2 separate regions of the Ovis aries genome follow, and region 2 is linked to region 1. The links are chromatin contacts, called in public Hi-C maps. All regions are on one chromosome and are shown on one strand. Each heading gives the region's core, a stretch centred on a gene start, on an enhancer-like site or on the middle of the called end of the contact. The rest is flanking DNA. Distances are from core to core; before and after follow the strand shown.

Region 1 (4,369 bases), core at 955-3,454:
GCAGGTTCGCCTTCAGAAAGCTCACTGACTAATGAATGGAATAGTCACTTAAAGATCAGGAGCCTTTGGGAGTAACACTTGGGTATAACAGAAGCTACAATAAAAGACAGGTTCAGAGGAAATGGCACCCAAGAGGAGTGATAGGAAGCATACAAGAGGTGACCTTTAAGCCTCATCTTGAAGTCTCAGGAGAGGGCATCCCAGGAATAACTAAATGCCACAAAGGTGACAGCATGCATTCATTGAACGTAGGGAGGCAAGAACGAGGTCTAGGGGTCAGGGGCAGTGAAGAGGGACATTCCTTCAATGTGGAGCTGGGGGCTCTGCTTCAGGGATGTCAGAGCAGGACTTCTCAAAGAAACGCAAGAGGAACAGGTTAAAAGGATTCTGACTCCGTAGGGCTGGGGCCTAAAGTCTGCATTTCTAACAAGCGCTCCTGATGCTGCAGGACAACACTTTAAACAACCAGCTTGTGAGAAGCAGTCCAGTCGCTGAGGGCAGAGCAGAGGCTGGCTGGCTGGTGAGGAGAGATAAGGGCACTGGAGAGAAGGGCAGTAGGCGTGAGGATCTGGTGAGGCTGGCGGGGGAGGGGGGGCCCTCACTCCTAAACTGAGGAACTGGGTAGACCCTTGGCATGTGTGCGACTCCGCAACCCTATGCACTGTAGCCCGCCAGGCTCCTCTGTCCATGGGATTTCCCAGGCAAGAATCCTGGAGTGGGTTGCCACGCCCTCCTCCAGGGGGCCTTCCCAACCCAGGGATCAAACCCGTGTCTCAGGTCTGCCTGCTCTGGCAGGTGGGTTCTTTACCACTAGCATCACCTTGGGCCTCCCTGGTGGCTCAGCTGGTAAAGAATCCGCCTGCAATGCAAGAGACCCCGGTTCAATTCCTGGGTCAGGAAGATCCCCTGGAGAAGGAAACAGCTACCCACTCCAGTATTCTGACCTGGAGAATTCCATGGACTATTCCATGGGGTAAGAGACCGACTGAGTGCCTTTCACAAAGGTCACTGGGAAGACCTTTGGCACTTAGAGCAAAAAATACAGGAGGAAAGGAAGTATGTGCACTGAGGAACTTTATAAAATTACTGACCTGTATCCCTCATAAATATCAGTGTCACACACAATAGAGGCTAACTTTTCAGATTAAGGAGACTCGAGACATGACAAGTAAATGAAATATGTGAACCTGAATTGAGTCTGGGACAAAACAGAAACAAAAAGTGCTAGACAGGACATTTTGGGGACAATTATCCAAGCTGAAATACACAGTATTAATTAGGTTAAAATATTGTCTCAATGTTACATTTTCTGAATTTTATAATTATATAAGGATATCCTTATTTTTAGGAAATGACACTGAAGGTTAAGGACTATGATGTAACCTACTTCCAGATGGTTTAATAAACTCTAACTAAGAGTGTGTGTGTGTGTGTGTGATGGAAACAAAGGATAAGAAAGCAAATGGGGCAAATGTTAAAAATAAATAACTCTCAGTAAGGAGGGTAGGGCTTCTCCTGCAGCTCAGTGGTACCTCCACAGTCGGTAAAGAATCTGCCTGCAATGCAGGAATCCGCCTGCAATGCAGGAGACCCGGGTTCGATTCCTGGGTCCGGAATATCCCCTGGCGAAGGAAATGTCAACACATTTCAGCATTCTTGCCTGGAAAATCCCAAGGACAGAGGAGCCTGATGGGCTACAGTCCATGGGGTCCCAAGAGTCGGACATGACTTAGAGACTTAATCACCACCAAAGCGGGTAAGGGACTTCTTTGTACTATTTTTGCGACTTTTCTCGAAGTATGATGTTATTTCGAAAGAAAATGTACGAGGAAACAGCAGTGCTGAGCACCGCCTACGTGGACAGGGCGGGTTAAGACAGTGGACTGTACAGATTCTGGGTGGTCAGGGGGTGAACGCGAGGGGATTGCCCCGGAGAAGTATCCACACTGGGGACAGCAACTTGTCCCAGATGTGCAAACGGCAGTTGAAAGGACTGGTGTAGGACAGAGGTCTCTGTGGCGGCGGAGACCCGAGAGAAGGGGAGCAGGAGGCGGGAGGGAGGTCAGCTCCAGCGGGGAGAGGGGGGGAGAGGGCGTGGGTCCGAAGGCCCAGTGCCCCCAAGGGAGGGCCACAGAGATGTAAACTCCGCCGCCTGGGGCCGGAATGTCGCTGAGACTTTGGTGAACAAAGGCTGCCCACATTGGGCGGGGGCGGAGGCGGAGGCGGGAACAGCTACTGGAGCTGGGTGATCTCGGGCAGTGACCTAGCGGCAGGGATGGGGGGTGGGGATTACCTTGGTGATTCTAAGACCTCAAGACTGTGGTCTTTCTAATTTCCATGTGATGACGCCTGGAAGTCGTGTAAGGCCCAGGGCTCCCTGTTTGCACACTCTGAGAACCAAGAGATCAGCTCTTCGGAGGCTAGCACCTTCCAGGGATGGACAAGGGGGTTCAGCAATTCTTGCGGCAAAGTCAAATCCCCCAGCCTGGCGCCTCCGCCCACATTTCCTTTGTTCTCTCCTTTCTCTGGGCTTGTAGGCGCGATCGCGGCAATAACCAGGCTACGCCACCAGGTGGCGACGGTGCCCCAAAGTTAACCTCCTCAAGCATCTGCCTTCCAGCCGCTCTTCCCGGAATCAGCGACTGGGAGGAGCTGCGGGTCTCCAGGAGCCCCCCACCGCTCCCTGGCTTCCAGCTGCATTCAAGACCGTCCTCTCTGCTCCAGTGCAGGCAAAGCTGTGGCTCCCTTTTCAGCCTGCAATTCCTAGTAGCCTAGTTTGAAAGTATGCTTCGTGTACCACAAAGCAGGGACACCAAAAGGGGAAACAAAAAGAGGATTCAGGTGGGTTATCAGTGTATACTTTTTCAATAAATACGTCAAAGTAGTCATGGAAGAACAACTGATCTTTGTTAGGTCTCTCTATACTTCATTGTAGTTTATTTTGGATGACACGGACCAGAATCCATCTCAGTCTTCAGTATCTAATCCCTTCCCTCTTGGGTGGTCCTGACCAAATGCTAGGCCCTAACCAAGAAATAAGAAGATCTATGTTTCAATCCTGGCTCTGCCCCTAACTAGCTGTGTGCCTTTCTGGACTTCAGAGGTCTATTTCCTTTCATTTGACCTAGACCTGCTAGGTCTAGAAAGATCTAGAAAGAACCAGACAGCTTGTGATTTCTCTCCTGAGACAGTGATCTCTCTCTTCTGTCTCTAGAAAGGGACCTGCTCTGGCTGCAGAAGAAGCATCTCCATCTTGGAGATGTGCATGGAGATGAAGGACTCCTCCCGTAATCATCTGGAGGGCAACAACCCCAAGAAGGAGGTGGGCCATGATTTCTGCTTCTCTTTTCACCATTTGAGAGCTCCGCTCTTCCTTGGCAGCCACAGTGTTCTGTCTAGCTCTCAGACAGCATCATCTGCACCTCCAGGATCTTCAAATTCAACAAAAGCCAAGCCAAGAGGGTCACACTTTGCAGTGGTCTATAATTAGCCAAAGTGAAAGTCACTCAGTCGTGTCTGACTCTTTGTGACCCCCATGGACTGTACAGTCCATGGAATTTTCCAGGCCAGAATACTGGAGCGGGTAGCCTTTCTTTCCCTTCTCCAGGGGATCTTCCCAACCCAGGGGTCGAAGCCAGGTCTTCCACATTGCAGGCGGATTCTTTACCAGCTGAGCCACAAGGGAAGCCCATAAGAGCCAGAAGCTTGTTCCAGTTCTGTCTTGTTACCACTGTTTCCAAGATTACCTGCATTAACTTGACAGTCCAATGGACCAGAATCGCGAAGTCTTTTGAGACCTTGGGTTAAAAATGGGGAGGTTCAAATCCACACACCCTAGGCTGGGTCTTCCTGGTCCCCTCCCGCCTGGCACCCCTGGATGCTCTCACACACTAGGCATCCATGAAATTGGCAGCAGGTCTTATCTAATAAAGAATGGGCTTGGACAGCACCCCCACCCCTCTGACCCAGGACTCCTCTCCCTTTCTTGTGACCCTGTTCTCACCTCTGCTGACATCCCTGAGGAATGCCCCTCTTTTCCAGAGAATTCATTTAGCCTTGTAAAAATGAACAATATAATTATTGAAATTTAAAACTCAATTGATGAGTTAAATTACAGATTAGACCCAGCTGAAGAGACAATGCACTGGAGAAATATTCCAGAAAATTCTTTAGAATGTAACAGTAAGACAGATGGTTATCGTGCTTATACTGATGAGGAGAGTAGGAAAGAGGTAGAAAGAGAGAAGAAACAGAATATAATGAAAAGGTCTCACTACAGCAAATTTGAGTCCCCAAAGGAAAGAACAGAGAAAATGGAAGAAAGTTACTTTTTAAAGGAAGAGTGCCTGATGAAAAACTTGAATCCACA
Region 2 (4,282 bases), core at 1,336-3,835, 190 kb after region 1:
GAGTGCGTCCACCCCAGAATTATTTACCTGTTAGCAACCATGGGGCTTCTGTGTGTGAAAAGGTGGTGGCAAGAGTCCAGGCTCAGTTTCTGGGCAGTAACCTCCTCATTGCCTGCATCATTCTCTAGTGCTTAAACCGCTCGCTGCCACTGCCTCCCCCTACTCAGAGTAGGACATTTAAATTGCTTCAGTCCAGAGCTGCTGAAAAAATTGAAGAGGGTCCAAAATGAGACAGAATCCTTGTTCTGCTGGAGGATGTTTATGGAAGATGGGATGAGGGCCTAAAGGTTGCTTGTGCCAAGAGTGTAGCTCTGGTGTACACAGCCAGGTGTTGCGCTGTGTGTTGATGGCCTTCCCCACTTCTGTGCTCTTCTTACGCGTACATCGCGCAAAACTTGCTACAGGTCTTGGTGGGGAGTTGAATAACTCAGTCTGGTGATGAAAGTATTTTCTGTGCCAACGTACCTGAGGGTGTGACACTTCCCATCATCAACACCGGCTTCCTGTGAGCACGGCAGCTTGCTTGGAGCGCATCAGAACATGGGGCCCAGGGCAGGGGTGGACTGTGATTTGAAACCCGTGGCACACGCTCATATTTATCCCTTCTTCCTGCCTCTTCTCCACGAATGGTGTCTTGATCTCTTCCTTGTATCTCAAGACTGTTTTGCAACCCCTCTCCTTCCAGCTTGGTCTGCCCTGGCAAATGGTCGTTTTCTTTCTAGGAGCAAGGGTGACCTGCTTCTGCATGGTGGCCTGGCCTGGATTCAAGTCCCCCTCAGCCTTCTTCCCTTCATAGCATTTGGGCTGTTATCCTCTTGGTTTGAAATTTGCCCTCCCTTTATCTCCATCCAGGCCAAAGTAGAGAAAAAAACAGAGGCAGCTGCTCCAGCTCGAAAGCCTGAACCTAACGCAGTCACTAAAGCAGCCGGCCCAATTGGCAATGCACAGAAACCGCCTACGGGGAAAGTGAGTTTTATTTAGACTTTTACCTCTTGAAGGTAAAAGACGGTCAACTGTTTCTTCCAGCCTGAGTCACTTTCCCTTCTTTTGCACCTTTTCCCTATCCCTAACTAGTTTCTACTCCTCCCCGTGTTCCCTCCTCTGTGTTTGATGACTCAGGCATCAGAAAATTTTCTCTAATAACCTTGAAAGTTAACAGAGCTGGGAGCCCATTAGCCCTTTAGGGGATATTTATTCAGGCGGATAAAATGGATGCAAAGACTTTCAGTCACGTCCTTCACACTGACCTTGATCTGAAACCTACCTGTTACGCCCATAGCATCCACCGTCTTCCTCAGTAAGACACAGCACTGGCAACCGTCCAGCACCAGGAACCCTGGAGTCCCGTGCTTCAATTTCAGCTGAAGGCCCCTCTCCACACCGCTGGGTGTGAAATTAGCTTCCCTGGTTCCCCCAGGACCTCTGAACTGAAAGTTAGCATCCTCATTCCCATTTCCCAGTAGAAAACACACTTGGCATAGGGATTGCAGCATTACGTGGACAGCAGAGGTGAGTAGAGGTGCTAGGTTCTTTCCCCTTGCCTCCACACCCTGGAGCCAGGACCCTCCTCTTGCCCTGGGAACCTTCTGCCCTTCTCTGTGGCAGATGGGTGGTCAGGGGCTGCCAGAGAAGCCTGAGTTCCAGCCCTGAGGGACCAGGATGGGAGGGTTCAGGCCAAGGACTCTATGTGGTTGGCAGGCGCGGAATGCTGTGCCATGGTTCCCGGGGCCTCCCAGAGGTCCTGAACAGGCCTCTGGTTCAGACCCGGTTCATTAGGAAAGTGGTTTTATCACTGATGTTGTTAAGAAGGCAAGAAACAGTTGGAGTATCTCAGGGTAGATTTCTCTACTTTGTGGAGAACTCTCCAGTTTAGGGGCTGCGTCACTTGGGATGGGCTCTAAGGAAGGAAAGGAAGGAAGCTGGCAACTGTTCCTTCTTGAGAAGCCTCAAAAAGAATTCTTTGTCCCACTTGGAGCCTGGGCCTTCATGTTGCTCTGTTCAAGTGGAGCGTTCGTGTACAGCAGTGGGCGTGCCCTCCAGTTGTGCCTCACTGCAGCCCTGCCCAGAACCTGGTCCCTTTGCACGTGAAACTCACAGGACACAGAAGGTTGGGCATCTGGAGGACCGTGGGAGAGGTTTTACCCTGGCATCGAAAAAGACCAGAGCTTAACTGCAATTGCAGCATCCTTTCTTCAGCCCTGAGAGAAACGGGCTCACCGTGGTCGTGTAGCAGTGGCTGTGGTGGTGCCCCCTGGTGCCCAGGGCTCTGCATCGCAGGTCCCGCAGCCTCTGCTGTCCTTCTTCCTGGCAGCATCAGATCTGAGTTGTGAGCCAGCTGCCCCAGGCTTCTCCGTGCAGCCTTTGCTTTCCCAGAGCAGGTCTTTCTGCAGCGATTCCAGACCCTAGATTTCAGGGAACTGCCGTCCTTGGGTGAGGATGGGTCCAGATGAGCAGGACTCTTGCGGAGAGGAGCCTCGGGGACAGAACAGATGCGGGTGGGCTGTGGTGGATGGGGATTGAGGCCACTGCTGTCTGGACCCTGTGGACAGCAGCTGGCCCCGGGAGTGGTGAGGATGTCCGTGTAGCACTCTGGCGACATCTGCTGTCTTTGTGTTGTTTGTTCGTGTTTTCACTCTTTCCTGCTCCTTCCCGCCCCCTGCCCTGCGCTTTTCCACAGCTGTTCCGCTGGAGGTAGGGCTTTAACAGCACCATCTGCCGCTCGTCATGGTCACGTGTGGACTCACTGCCTGCCCCACGTCGGTTCTAACCAGCCCTCTCCCTTTGTGTTGTTTTTTTTTTTTTTTTTTTTCTGTTCTCTAACACTCCAGGTCCAGATAGTCTCCAAAAAAGTGAGCTACAGCCATATTCAGTCCAAGTGTGGTTCCAAGGACAATATTAAGCATGTCCCTGGAGGTGGTAATGTAAGTATGCGCTCGGGGCCACTGGTGTCTGAGGCCAAGCCCCCCATGGGGCGCACTGGGGAGAGGGCCACCCCCTCACTGGTGGGTGAATGGATTCGGGGAGACCCTGATGCTCACATCAGTTCAGACTGGGTGTCCCTGGTGAGCCCCTGAGTGACAGCTCAGTGACACCCACTTGGCATCTTTTCGCCCCTGTGGGTGGGAGGCCTTGCTGTCAGAGACCTGTTCTGAGGGATGCGGTCAGCAGCTGGCCCGCCGTCTGTCTCAGGTCGGCCCCGGGGATGCATTGGTTCTGACCTGGAGACAGACATCAGGACTCCTCCAGAGCCCGTCCTGGAGCCCTTGCTGGTCTAGAGCAGGCAGTTCGTGGCCAGGCCCTCCCCGTCTCCTGGGCCTTCCCTTCATTTTCATGGGTCTGCTCTCTTTTTCCTGCTTCCTCTTTCTCCTCCTCTCTCTGCCGCCTCCTCCCTCTCTTCTTTCTGCTCTCCTTCCCTCACTGCTGCCCTTTTCTACCCCTTTCTCCTCCAGTTCCCTTTTATTTTCCTCTCCCTCCCTGTCCCATTCAGATATCCTGTCTGTCATGGTGCTGCTCTGTGCCACCCTTAGGGTCTGTGTTGGGGACACACGTATCTAGAGCTCAGAGGGCGCTCCTGGGAGGGACTGCGCTGGCCACCATTGCCGTCCAGCACGTGGAGAAGGCCCTGTGCGTTTTCCATGCCCCTGTGGCAGACCGCAGCGGGCGGGCTCTGCCCTCACGGCTGCTCCCCTTGCTTCGCTCCCGCTCCTGGAGGAGAGCTGCCTGTCCTGGTCTCCCTTGTTCATTCAGTTCCTTCTCCTTGCCGCTGTGACCTGAATTAAGTCCCACTCTGCTTACCCTCTTCATTGTTAGGCTCCATCCTCTGCCGTCTCAGTGGTCATGCCATCCTGCCCATGGGTTACAGAGGCCCCCGCCGCACAGTTCTGCTATGATGGTGCAAACATAGAGCACCTGTTTTTTCCCCCTACATGACTCCCCTGCTTCATGTCCTTCCTGGGCATCTCCCCACCGATGGCTGTTCCTGGCATGGTTTGGCACTCAGGTGGACGGTGCTGGGCTAACTTGGAAGTTGGCCAGACACTGGCCATGCTGGTGTGGGAAGATTGAGATAGGAAAGGTGTAAAGGCAGCACCTAGATAAGGTGATAAAGATCCAGCCTGTGAGGGGCCCAGTGGGCACCGGCTCTAGCTTTTCCTCTCAGGCTTTTGGCCTAGATGCAAAAACAGAATGTGAACAGTGAGGGAATTGGGTTGTTTGTGTGTGTGTATGTATGTGTGAAATAGAAATGTGTTAGTATATGTTGTGTGGTATATGTCAGAGCTCT

Evidence for each region. Hi-C and Micro-C count contacts between places; a contact is called where the count stands out from the background.
Region 2: a contact with region 1 is called in a Hi-C map of hypothalamus, with 5 times the contacts expected there. The contact joins two enhancer-like sites. A contact is called at or near these places in 7 of 16 Hi-C or Micro-C datasets (blood, hypothalamus, liver and 3 more).

What each region holds. Positions count from the first base shown.
Region 1 is chr19:51,725,012-51,729,380 of ARS-UI_Ramb_v3.0, forward strand. No RefSeq gene overlaps it. Among named protein-coding and RNA genes, the nearest start is that of CDC25A, 29 kb to the left of the region's middle. Within about 2 kb of position 2,205, at least 24 of the 54 cell types and tissues checked have an H3K27ac peak or open chromatin away from gene starts, as enhancers often do. A contact at or near this core is called in hypothalamus, where this site is marked.
Region 2 is chr19:51,911,391-51,915,672 of ARS-UI_Ramb_v3.0, forward strand. All of the region lies in intron 11 of MAP4 (microtubule associated protein 4), which reads left to right. Among named protein-coding and RNA genes, the nearest start is that of DHX30, 40 kb to the right of the region's middle. Within about 2 kb of position 2,586, at least 21 of the 54 cell types and tissues checked have an H3K27ac peak or open chromatin away from gene starts, as enhancers often do. A contact at or near this core is called in hypothalamus, where this site is marked.